Regions from separate parts of the Mus musculus genome. Here region 2 is linked to region 1. A link is a contact called in public HiChIP or PLAC-seq data. All regions are on one chromosome and are shown on one strand. The core of a region is the stretch at or near the end of the contact, and the rest is flanking DNA. Distances in the headings are between cores, read along the strand shown. Region 1 overlaps Senp2 (SUMO/sentrin specific peptidase 2). Region 2 overlaps Igf2bp2 (insulin-like growth factor 2 mRNA binding protein 2).

Region 1 (5,524 bases), core at 1,692-4,191:
GTTCTTGTATGGGGTGAATAGTCCAGGGCTCTGAGCAGGCACAGCCTTAGAAACAGGGTTTCAAGCAGCCCCTCCACACCTCTAGTCAGGGCCATTGTGGAGAGGCCTTCATGCACTCTTGAGAGCTCAGTACCTGTGAGAGAAGAGAAATGATCGGGGACTTTTTAACCCACAATGCATGAGGTATATGGAAACATCCATCAAAGAACCACCAGCAGCTAGAAGACCAGGCGGGGCATTGTCACAGCAACTGCTGGTGAAGGATCTCCCACACCATCTTCTTCCGGAAGAGAGGCATCTGGTGCTGAAAGGAACGACAGTGTTATACACTCTTGTGTGCAGCACGACAGCCTTTAGGTGTCATAAATACAACAATGCACATGTCCTCTACATAAGCTTCACCGTTTTACATCATGCACATGATTCTTTTTTTTTTTTTTTTTAAGATTTATTATTATATCTAAGTACACTGTAGCTGTCTTCAGATGCACCAGAAGAGGGCATCAGATCTCATTACAGATGGTTGTGAGCCACCATGTAGTTGCTGGGATTTGAATTCAGGACCTTTGGAAGAGCAGTCAGTGCTCTTAACCACTGAGCCATCTCTCCAGCCCCCATGCACATGATTCTAAAGCACAGTGGGATTTATTTCTAGTCAAGGCGGCCTTCTTGAATTCCTATCTTCTTGACTACATACATCTCTGGGGCTGGGATTAAAGGCATGTGTCTCTGTGTTTGACAAAGGTTTTTTGTATATTTTGTTTGTTTGAGAAGGAAGGATATTGCAAAACAGCTTAAGCTGACTGTGGCCACAAGCTTCTAGTTCCCCATCCTCCGCAGTTCTGGGATGACAAGTGTCACACACCTAGTCTATATGCGTATATAAGGACATTAATTACTCTACAGGTGCATATGCCCTTACATGCTAAGGAAAACCAAAGCTGGAGACAGAGTCACATACTATAGAACAAGAGCATACAACATGCACCAAAACAGAAATGTCCACACAGTGGCACAACAGGAAACTTCTCTAAATTCTAAATTAACATCATTTAAAAAACAATTTGTTTTTATATTAAAAAGTGACCTTAAAGCAGGAAACTATGGCTCAGTAGTAGAGGTCTTTCTTGCCTAGTATTTATGAGGCCCTGTTTTCAATTTAAGTGACTTTTAAAGGTGAAAACCAAACAAATCTACAATCTTATTTCCGTTCTACCACTATTTTGTTCCAAAAGCTGCTTATTCCCATGAAATCTCATCAATTCCTTGCTATTTATATTAGCTGGCCATGGCGGTATACACCTATAATCCCAACACTTTAGAAAGCAGCTAAGATATGAAGATCGTGAGTCTGAGGCTAGTCTGGCTCCACAGTATCCCCGCATCAGAAAAAATAGAACAGAAACAAAATAAAACCAGAGTCTAGGGTAGGAAAGCGAGAGAGACTCAGTGCTTTCACGGAGAATCACTGGCATGTTTTCAGAGCAACAAAACGCAAAGCACCCAAAAGTATTTGTAACTCAGACACCCATCCCCACGTTTGATAAAATTGAAGTTCCAGCTGGGAGGTGGGGGTCTGCACCTTTAATTCCAGTACTGGGAAGGCAGAGGCAGGCAGATCTCTGAGTATGAGGACAGCCTTGGCTACCCAGAGAAATCTTGTCTCACACACACAAAAAAATTCAAAATTGAGGTTCGCATATTTGCCCTATTCATGGTACATTGCTATAAATAAGTGGCTCTATATAATAAATTACTGAGTTTTTGGAGGATATATATGGCAAAAATCTTTAAAAAAAAACACATTAATTTTTTTTTTTTGAGACAGTCTCACTATGTAGTACTAGTTGGCCCGGCACTCACTACGCAAACCAGGCTGGCCTGAAGCTCACAGACCCTCCTCCAGTCTCTGCCTCTCTAGTGTTGGGATTAGAGATATGCACCACCATGCCCAGTAAAACACAACATTTATTCCTAGTGAAAGAGCGGAGACTCCTCAGTAGTGAGTTCTTTGAGACTGGGAAGATATGAACTCGGCAGGGAGTCCAACTGACTTCATGTTCCTCCAAAGCATTTAGTTCTACTGTTCAACAAGCAGCTTGTCTGACAATCAGGAACTATCAAATGAAGGTCTATGATTGAGGAATAATTTTAATTGGGGTCAACTGTGGCTGGACAAAGAGCGAGCCCACCATCAAACAGCAATGTAAACATTTCTTCTGATGTGCCTGTGTCTCCTCTCAAGTACACCACCTTGCAGAAAGGAAAGCCCATTCCTTCCCGCTTCCATCTTATACTCGGGTGAGTCCTGTGAGGACAGGCCCAGCTTCCTTCCCCCTGCTGTCATCTATCCTCACACGCCTCTCTCTAGCTAAAAGTAACAGTAACACACAGGAACCAGTTACAAATGAAGTTGAAGGACAAGCAAGTTATCCCCCTGGTCTTTCAAGAGCAGGGCAGTCCTGAGAATACACGCTGCAACAGAGCACGCAGGACACTGCTTCTGACAACTGGGGGCCTTACCCACGGTTCTCAGCAACAGTACTGTTCATTTGAAGAGCCTGAAATGTGCCAGGCACTGCCAAAGCATAGTACCAACTAAGTGCACAAGCAGCAGCCTGGACTCACCTGAGTGAATGTGATAGGTTTGTCCCTAGAAATATAATCTGCATATTTACAAGTAAACATTCCACAGTCACTCCCATTCAACTGCTGAGGAATCTCCTAAAACCAAACAAACAGAAAAGAGGTAAAATATCATTACACAGACATCATTAATCTCTTTCTAAACAGACTGTGAAAGCAGCATGATAAAGGTCGATAAGTCTGCTGTTGCACAAACACAGACACACATACAAGCACAATCCCTCTTATTCTCTGTGGTAGAAAACCCTAACCACGGGTACAGTGCATGAGACTCCACAGAAACATTCATAGAAGAAAGAAGAAGTGAGAACTCTACTAAAAGGCAAAACAAAGCCCAGCACACACGGCGAGAGCTGAGATAAGAGGACCCACATTTGGTTTATTACAAGAACACTAGTGACTCTTCATGATGGACTCCTACAGTGGGAGCAGGGCTGTCTCTGACTCTGGTAGCTTTTGGGACCCTTCCCCATTACTGGGCTATTTTGTCTAGCCTCAGTAGGAAGAGATGCTCTTACTGCAACTTGGTGTGCCAAGGCTGGCTGATACCCAGGGGCGGAGCCCCGTTCTAAAGAGAAAGGGAGGACAGGTGGGTAGAGTGGGTCAGGGGAAGGGAAGGTTGGAAGGAAGGACTGGAGGAGAGAAGGGAGGGGAAACTGAAGTTTGGATGTAAAATAAACTAATTAAAAAAAAATACTGTTGACATTTCAAAAGTACTATCGACTTTCAAAGGGGATGAAGAGAGGGTCAATCAGATCAATGTGGAACACAGGAATCTACTTCAATCCTGCAGAGCTCACATACTCTTAACAACCAGGACAAGTGCCCGCTGCTGAGGGTCCCTACGGTTTCAAGTGAGAAGAGAAAACCATCTCAGAGGTTGTAATCAACTAAGACCGTGCCATGAGGGTTAGTCCTGTCTGAGGCAGAACCACAGCTGGGAACATTAGAAAATAAACCTGTATGGACTAAGCTGTGTGCCCAGCCTGCATCGCCCCAGGCAGACATAAGGGATACATGAGAAGGAGAATAGCGGAAGGCTTACTCCACTGCTGAATCTCACACTGGATGGCAACAGAGTCCCTTCGATTCCCAAATGCAGTTACAACTGGGGAAGGATAGGTAGCATGCCCACCACACACATGTATACACTGGGGTCTCACACACCACACAGCACACTTTAGGAAAGGAAGGAAGGAAGAAAGAGAAAGGTGTCCAGGCCTGAGCCTCACTTACATGTGGCTTCATGCTGTAGTGGGTCCACTCTAAGAGGTTGAGATCTGTATTTCTTTTGGTCTTGCTTTCATCCTGTAAATACTGACTAAAGAAAACAAGAACAAAGAATGAATGTATCAATGAAGTCCCAAGAGAACACTCACTGTGATTAAAAAGAACTTTGTGATATTTAGCAGGGATGTCATTCTCAAATCTGGATCTATTTGTTTTTTTAGAAATGTAACTTTTATTTTTTAGGTTTCCCTCTCATGCTAGTAAAAAATTTACATGTTCAAAGATATCATACTTACTTTAAAAGAAAATAAAAAGCGAATCCTTTACAACAGACACTGGAAGTTTCTAGTTCTCTATACCTACAATTAAAGAGTTCACCACTAATACCAGGCTTTTCAAGCTACTCTAGAAGAAGAAAGAAAAGGAAGAAACACTTCCAAGTCAAAGGCCGATAAAGACATGGGGTGGGGATGAGGGAGATTAACTAACTTCCCTGATAAATTTAAACACAGACAAAATACTTGCAAACTGAAGTCAAGGGCTGGTGAGGTGGCTCAGCAGGTATGAGCACTGACTGCTCTTCCGAAGGTCCTGAGTTCAAATCCCAGCAACCACATGGTGGCTCACAACCACCCGTAATGAGATCTGACGCCCTCTTCTGGTGCGTCCGAAGACAGCTATGGTGTACTTACGTAGAATAATAAGTAAATTTAAAAAAATATTTAAAAAAAAACAACAACAAAAAACCTGAAGTCAAGAACACATCAAAAAGAGCATGCACAGTGACTAAGCTGTCGGTGCAACTTGACCAGAGATGCAAGAAAGGTTCAATATGTGTAACTCAATGAATGTTCTAAATGATCTAAATGGACTCAAGGACAGAAACCCCATGGACATCTTTACAGATGTAGAAAAAACAATGATAAAACACATTACTTCATGTTAAAGGTTCTAAAGAAGCTTGGGTTAGGGGGAAAATCATTATTTGCTTGTTTTTCAAGAAAAATTTAATTCTCCATTATAAGAACAAGTAAACTCTTAGTAAAGAATTTAGTTATCTTCTGACTATTAATTTTTTTTTTTTCTGTTTTTTCAAGACAGGGTTTCTCTGTGTAGCCCTGGCTGTCCTGGAACTCACTCTGTAGACCAGGCTGGCCTCGAACTCAGAAATCTGCCTGCCTCTGCCTCCCAAGTGCTGGGATATTGGGATTAAAGGCGTGCGCCACCACCGCTCAGCTCACCTTCATGCTTTGGATAAAGCAGTCCACACAGGTTGGTGCTATAATGCCTGTGGTTGTAGACACTAACCTAGATATATACTTCACAACAGTGAGGACTACTATATTTGGAATATTTGCCTGAACAAACCACACACTTTAATGTCCCTGAGTTCTATGAAATGAGTCCCACTATTAGAAAACGTGGGCATGAGTTGGCATCAGGATTACGGGCCAAGACTCCTTGGCTAATAATTTTTCAGGATACCCAGAATACCAATTCCAAAGAAATCTAATTTCAACCACAATTCTAGAGGCTGTGCCTTATCCTGAAAGACCTGAGGACTTGCTTTCCATGATCCATAAACACAATTCCATAAATACAAGAGATTATCCAATTGAGGAATAACAGAACACAGTGAGATTTTCAG
Region 2 (5,524 bases), core at 1,686-4,185, 76 kb before region 1:
ATGTAATAAAGCATCGTCAAGTTTCTTCTGGAGCTTGTGATCATGTTTATACAGTAAAGGATCTGCAGTAGTGAGACTCCATAGAAAAGCCTGAAGGAACAGATAGGCAGGTCTGAAGACACAACCCCAGGCAGAGCTTCTGGGAACTGGTTGGAAGTGGTTTGCCAAGGATGGTCGATCTCGTCATCGGGCAGGGTACCACTGAGCCTGTGGTGCTGTCTACTCTCCATCTATTTTAGGAAGGATGAGTTTGATACTATGGTGAGCTATCAAATCTGTAGAGAATGTTTAAGATACTTTGGGCAGCCATACTTGGAAGACTCCAGGAGGACAGTTGTGTGATGGGAAAACCTCAGAGCATAGGTAGGAAATGGTATATTCCTGGTCTTGGTGTTCATCAGGGCTGCGACCTTGATCAAATCCAACGTCAAACTTCTCTGTCTGATGTCTAAGAAGATACTGTGGTTGACATTGACTCTTCTTTCAGACTTGGAAAATAAAAGCAATAATCAGAACCTACCAAGCCATCTATGAATCATGACACAATGAAAAGAGTTATTTACATGTTTATATTACATTCATTTATTTGGTGTGTGTGGTCTGTGTGTGGGGTGTATACAAGTGGAGGGCTGAGGACAGGTTGTCAAAGTTGCTTCTCCTTCCACCACGTGGATCCTGGGAATTGGGCTCTGGTCATAAGACTTGGTGGCAGTGCCTTTACTGAAGTAGCCCTGATGATGCCAGCTCTTTCAAACTTTTTTTAAAAAAAAAGTTAAAATCATTCTTGGGGTTTGCTGCCTGACTTCCATACATTTATATACAACCAATAAATGCATCAACCAATGTAATTTAAAAAAAACCAAAAGGTATTCTTAGTTTGTTTAATATTAAAACAAAACCCTAAGACAAAGACAGGTGGCTGGCTGGTTGAGTTTGGCCTCCCAGCCCTGTTTGCTGACACATTTTCTGCACTGGTATACTTAAAGTACTTTTATTGCAAGGACTGACCATAGTAGCATATGCCTGTGATCTCCGAATTTCAGGCTGTGGTGTTATATAGTAAGATTCTCTTCTCTAAAACATAAACTCAAAACATAAGAAATGCCAGTGGGAGAAATGTGCAGTTGTTTGATTTGATTTTAATTTAGTAGTAAATAATTTAGGATGTTATTATACTACCTGTGGGGAAGGGAGGCCTCTCAAGACACTGCTGTTTGGAACTGAGTGTAGCCACCATGGAAATCAGTGTGGAGGTTCCTCAAGAAATGCTGAAAATAGAATGGAATGACTCAGCGAACCACTTAGGCTGGGGTGAATCTAAGTCAGTGTGCCAAAGAGATAGCAGCGCAGCGCATGCGTCCTTCACAGTGGCCAAGATAGCAGCGCAGCGCATGCATCCTTCACAGTGGCCAAGGTATGGGGCCGCAGGGAAGCCCTTCAGCAGGTGAGTGGATTAAAAGCTTTGGCAAATATGCTCAGTGGATACACATAGCACATATGCACAAAATACTCCTCAGCCGTAAAGAGGAGTGAAATGCCATACCAGGGGAATGAAGGAGCAGGAGATCATGTCAAGTGAGACAAGCTGGGCTCAGAAAGACAAAGACCAGGGGTTTTCTCTCCTATGTCTACGCTAGACTCTAAAATATAGGAAGGTCATGGAAGGGGGACTGTGTAAGGAGAGAGAAGGGTCTAACTGGAGGGGAGAGCCAGGGACAAGAAAGGGGAGAGGAATAAGAGTGTGTGTGTGTGTGTGAGAGAGAGAGAGAGAGAGAGAGAGAGTGTGAAAGAGAGGACTGTCTGATGGGAGAAGAGGAGCCATCAGTAGATAAAAGGAGAACAGTGGCAGAGCAGATCTGATTAGCCACACAGACGAATTATTTTGATGTTTATTGCTATTTAAATTGCACTTGATAAGAGCTCCTATTTGATAGTAGCTGAAAATGTGGGCCCCATTGCAGTGGTCAACAGCTGTGGACAGTAAGTTCGTTACCCAACTATAAGAAACTGCATCTTCCTTTCCTTTCCTTTCCTTTCCTTTCCTTTCCTTTCCTTTCCTTTCCTTTCCTTTCCTTTCCTTTCCTTTCCTTGCCTGCATCTTTCTTCCTTCCTTCCTGCATCTTTCTTCCTTCCTTCCTTCCTTCCTTCCTTCCTTCCTTCCTTCCTTCCTTTTAAGATTTATTTATTTTATGTAAATGAGTACACTCTTACTCTTTTCAGACACACCAGAAGAAGGCATCAGATCCCATTACAGATGGCTGTGAGCCACCATGTGATTGCTGGGAATTGAACTCAGGACTTCTGGAAGAGAAGTTGGTGCTCTTAACCGCTGAGTCATCTCTCCAGCCCCCAAAATGCACATTTTCTCCATGTGTCTCTGCCTTTGGTTTGGGGGAAGAAGTGGAGCAAGCAGGTGATGTTTTTACAGAACTGAAGCTCATGTATCTGTACCCATTACGGTTGCTCCTTACAAAGAGCCTGCCTTTAGGAATAGTCTGCATTTAGGCTCACAGCGTCACTTCCTGATGGACAGGAATTTCACCCAAGAGATCTGTTACCATTGTAGTCTCATCTGTCTAGAAATCTAGAACCAGCATGTTTTCTGTTCTCGGGTTCCACAGGACTTCTATAGTCAACAAGTTTAAGTTAAGGGTGAAATCAGGATCTGGCCGTGAACTTGTTGTTGAAGCCCCGACTGTGGGAAGCGTGGCTCAGCTTCCCCAGTCTCCCAGCCCTGCTCCATGCTTCCTTGCTTTTGGAAGCATCTTCTCCATGGGTCCCTATCCTTCAGGCACCCACAGTGAGGAGGGCATGGTGCATCATATCATACATCAGCATCTAGGACACTGACAAGAGGGCAGAGAGAACAGGAAGGAAGCGAGTGGTCAGAGCCCGAGCAGGGAGGGGGCCTGTGCGCCTCGCCATGCTCACGTGCTCACGCCTCGCCGCGCCTCGCCTCACCATGCCTCGCCTGCTCCTCTGCTGACCTGCGCTCGCTGCTTCTCACTGGTGTCCACAGCAAGCCCCTCTCCCACTGCTGCCACGTAAACTTGAGCTTACCGGTCCAAAGAATATGTGTCTCAATTTTATTTTGTGTGTATCCCTTGTATCACTAAATAGATAGCTAAATGGGGGAAGCGTGTGTGTTTAGAGCAGAAGTTAGAGCAAATCACTGCTTTGGCAGCTTTGGGCCAAAAAAAGAAACTAAAACTCTCTAAGTGTGCTTTCTATTCTGAGGCCGCCACAAGATGTTTTGTGCTGCAGTTGATTCCTCGGTCATGAGAAGTCGTAGGAGGGGCTCAGCATGACGCTATCTCTCAAAAAAATATTAATTTGGACTTGAGTTTAAAATTAGCAAGGGGAAGGAGGGGGAAGAAATAAATCATTGGACTCAAGTGATCCGGAAGCCAAAGAGTAGACACCTCATGGTGGGAGGGGAGACATACATAGATAGTTCCTGCCAGTACAGCCACACCGTCTCCGGGTAGCACTGTGAGACCTGTCAAGTAGAACCCTCAGTGAGTTGTAACCCAGGTCACCCCTCGTGTAGGCTGGAACCTGAGTCAGTAAGGCTTGTGACTAATGGCTTGTCATGTCAGCTGCTTTATCGTAACATAATGACACACAGGAGAGGCGGTCACTACCTATTTTTAGGGATCTTCCTTCTGGGAATCATGGTGAACGTGGTCTGCAGAAAACCACTTCCGGGCCTGTGTTGTAGACCTCCCAAGACAGAGCCACCTCCTGGCGAACTATGGGTGCTCCGAGATCACACCCTCCACATACTTGAGATCTGAATTGTTCAAGAGTTACAGGTATTTATATACCTGAATGAAATAACCAGGTCCTAGCTATGAACCCAGCAGCAGAAGTTGCTACAGATGTGAATGGAGACCTCACATGGTTGTTCCATTTTCTGAAAGTCTACTTTGTCCCTGGGGTGTGCAGTAAGTCAGGCACTGGAGCTGAGGCCCTGCTTAGAGTCCTTACCGCTTAGAGGCCTCTCTTAGCTCCCTACATTGAGAGAAGACAGAAGCCTGCCAAAACACCAAGGATGATATTTAAATGATTGAGGCTTTTCCTGCTAATAACTTGTCTATGTTACATTTTTCAGTCTGTTTCAATTGCTTGATCAATAGGATTTTTTTTTTTTTTTTCTTTAAGACTGATAGCCTAGGTTCATGTAGTGGGCAGGTCTCAAGGGAAGCAAGCAGGGTGTCCACAAGCCACTCAGAGCTGCTCAGTGAATACAGCTTAGCCTCTGGCCCTTGTTACTGCTTGAGCGCCGCCTCCTTTGGGATAACTCCAGACCCACCCCCTCCTGATTGCTTACTCTGTAGTCTTATTTAGGAGCGGAGTGCATGGTGGGAAGAACTTAGGCAATTACTTGTTTCACTAGATAATTTCATGTGACCCTTCTGGAAAGGCGAAGATGCATGGATGTTTGGTGTGACACAGTTGTGTTGTCTGGCAAAGCCTGTCTTGCTTATGATCTGTATTTTAATTGTTAGGCTTTAAGTAAACCCTGCTACTTACTCTCTGTAAGGTGGGCGGGTCTAATGCATCCTCCCAAAAGGTGTTTGTGGGGGGTTTTGTTTGTTTGTTTGTTTGTTTGTTTGTTTGAGACAGAGCCTCAAGAAGCTCAGATTTGACCTCAAAACCATGCATTGATGCCCTTGTATTTCAGTCTTCCTTGCCTGTACCTCCTGAGAGCTGAGATGATCAGCATCCGCTGTTTATATGGTGCTGGGACCACACCAAGGGCTTCGGTGTATGGTAGACAGGTGTTCTTCTGATTCACTCCATTCCTAGCCCCAGAAAGATACTATTTTTTTCGAGACAGGGTTTCTCTGTGTAGCCCTGCTGTCCTGGAACTCACTTTGTAGACCAGGCTGGCCTTGAACTCAGAAATCCGCCTGCCTCTGCCTCCTGAGTGCTAGAACTAAAGGCGTGCGCCACCACGCCCGGCGATACTATTTTTATAATAATAAAAAGTACCATTTAAAGACCTTCAGTTACTGTCAACTGTTGATTATAAATTCGCTGCTGTTTCTGTAGGTTTTTGCTGTTTTTGTTTCTTAGGGTTAAGTCGCTTCAGTGCCATCCTGGCTGTGCGTGAACGTCTAAGCCTGAAGGATCCTTCTACCTCAGCCTCTCTCATGTGGCTGAGATAGGCCTGGCCTTGCTGTTTCTGAGATCCCTCTAATCTCCCTGTGGTAGTGACTTGTCATTGTGACAGAGTATTAGGCAGAGGCAGCCTAAGGGAGGAGCGGGTTATTTTGGTTCAGAATAATAAATAAATCTTTAAAAAATTATCTTTTAATAAGACATAGTAATATCTTTAATAAGACTGACATATGTCTAAGTAAAATATATAGAAAATCTGGTTTACCCATGGGAATGTTCTACTTTTTGACATTGCCATCTGCAGAGTTCACACGTGAGAACCATTCAGTCAAGTGGCCTGTGTGAGTTAGGAGACATATGATGTGAGATTGCCATAGGGTGATTCATTGTTAAAGCT

The links. HiChIP or PLAC-seq counts read pairs in DNA pulled down with a chosen protein or histone mark.
Region 2: a contact with region 1 is called in an H3K27ac HiChIP or PLAC-seq map of microglia, with 4 times the contacts expected there. The contact joins two enhancer-like sites. A contact is called at or near these places in 1 of 15 datasets of contacts at CTCF or cohesin (pro-B cells), 6 of 484 Hi-C or Micro-C datasets (the C10 cell line, the P5424 cell line, Sertoli cells and 2 more), 6 of 115 datasets of contacts at active chromatin or transcription factors (bone marrow-derived macrophages, embryonic stem cells, memory CD8 T cells and 1 more) and 3 of 9 other capture datasets (adipose tissue, liver and pancreatic islet).

What each region holds. Positions count from the first base shown.
Region 1 is chr16:22,041,413-22,046,936 of GRCm38.p6, reverse strand. Senp2 (SUMO/sentrin specific peptidase 2) reads right to left here. Exons shown (of 17, transcript NM_029457.3): 15 at 3,883-3,967; 16 at 2,629-2,724; 17 at 1-304. The coding sequence ends at 242. Among named protein-coding and RNA genes, the nearest start is that of Senp2, 35 kb to the right of the region's middle. Within about 2 kb of position 2,941, at least 11 of the 459 cell types and tissues checked have an H3K27ac peak or open chromatin away from gene starts, as enhancers often do. A contact at or near this core is called in bone marrow-derived macrophages and microglia, where this site is marked.
Region 2 is chr16:22,117,117-22,122,640 of GRCm38.p6, reverse strand. All of the region lies in intron 2 of Igf2bp2 (insulin-like growth factor 2 mRNA binding protein 2), which reads left to right. Among named protein-coding and RNA genes, the nearest start is that of Igf2bp2, 43 kb to the left of the region's middle. Within about 2 kb of position 2,935, at least 116 of the 459 cell types and tissues checked have an H3K27ac peak or open chromatin away from gene starts, as enhancers often do. A contact at or near this core is called in bone marrow-derived macrophages and microglia, where this site is marked.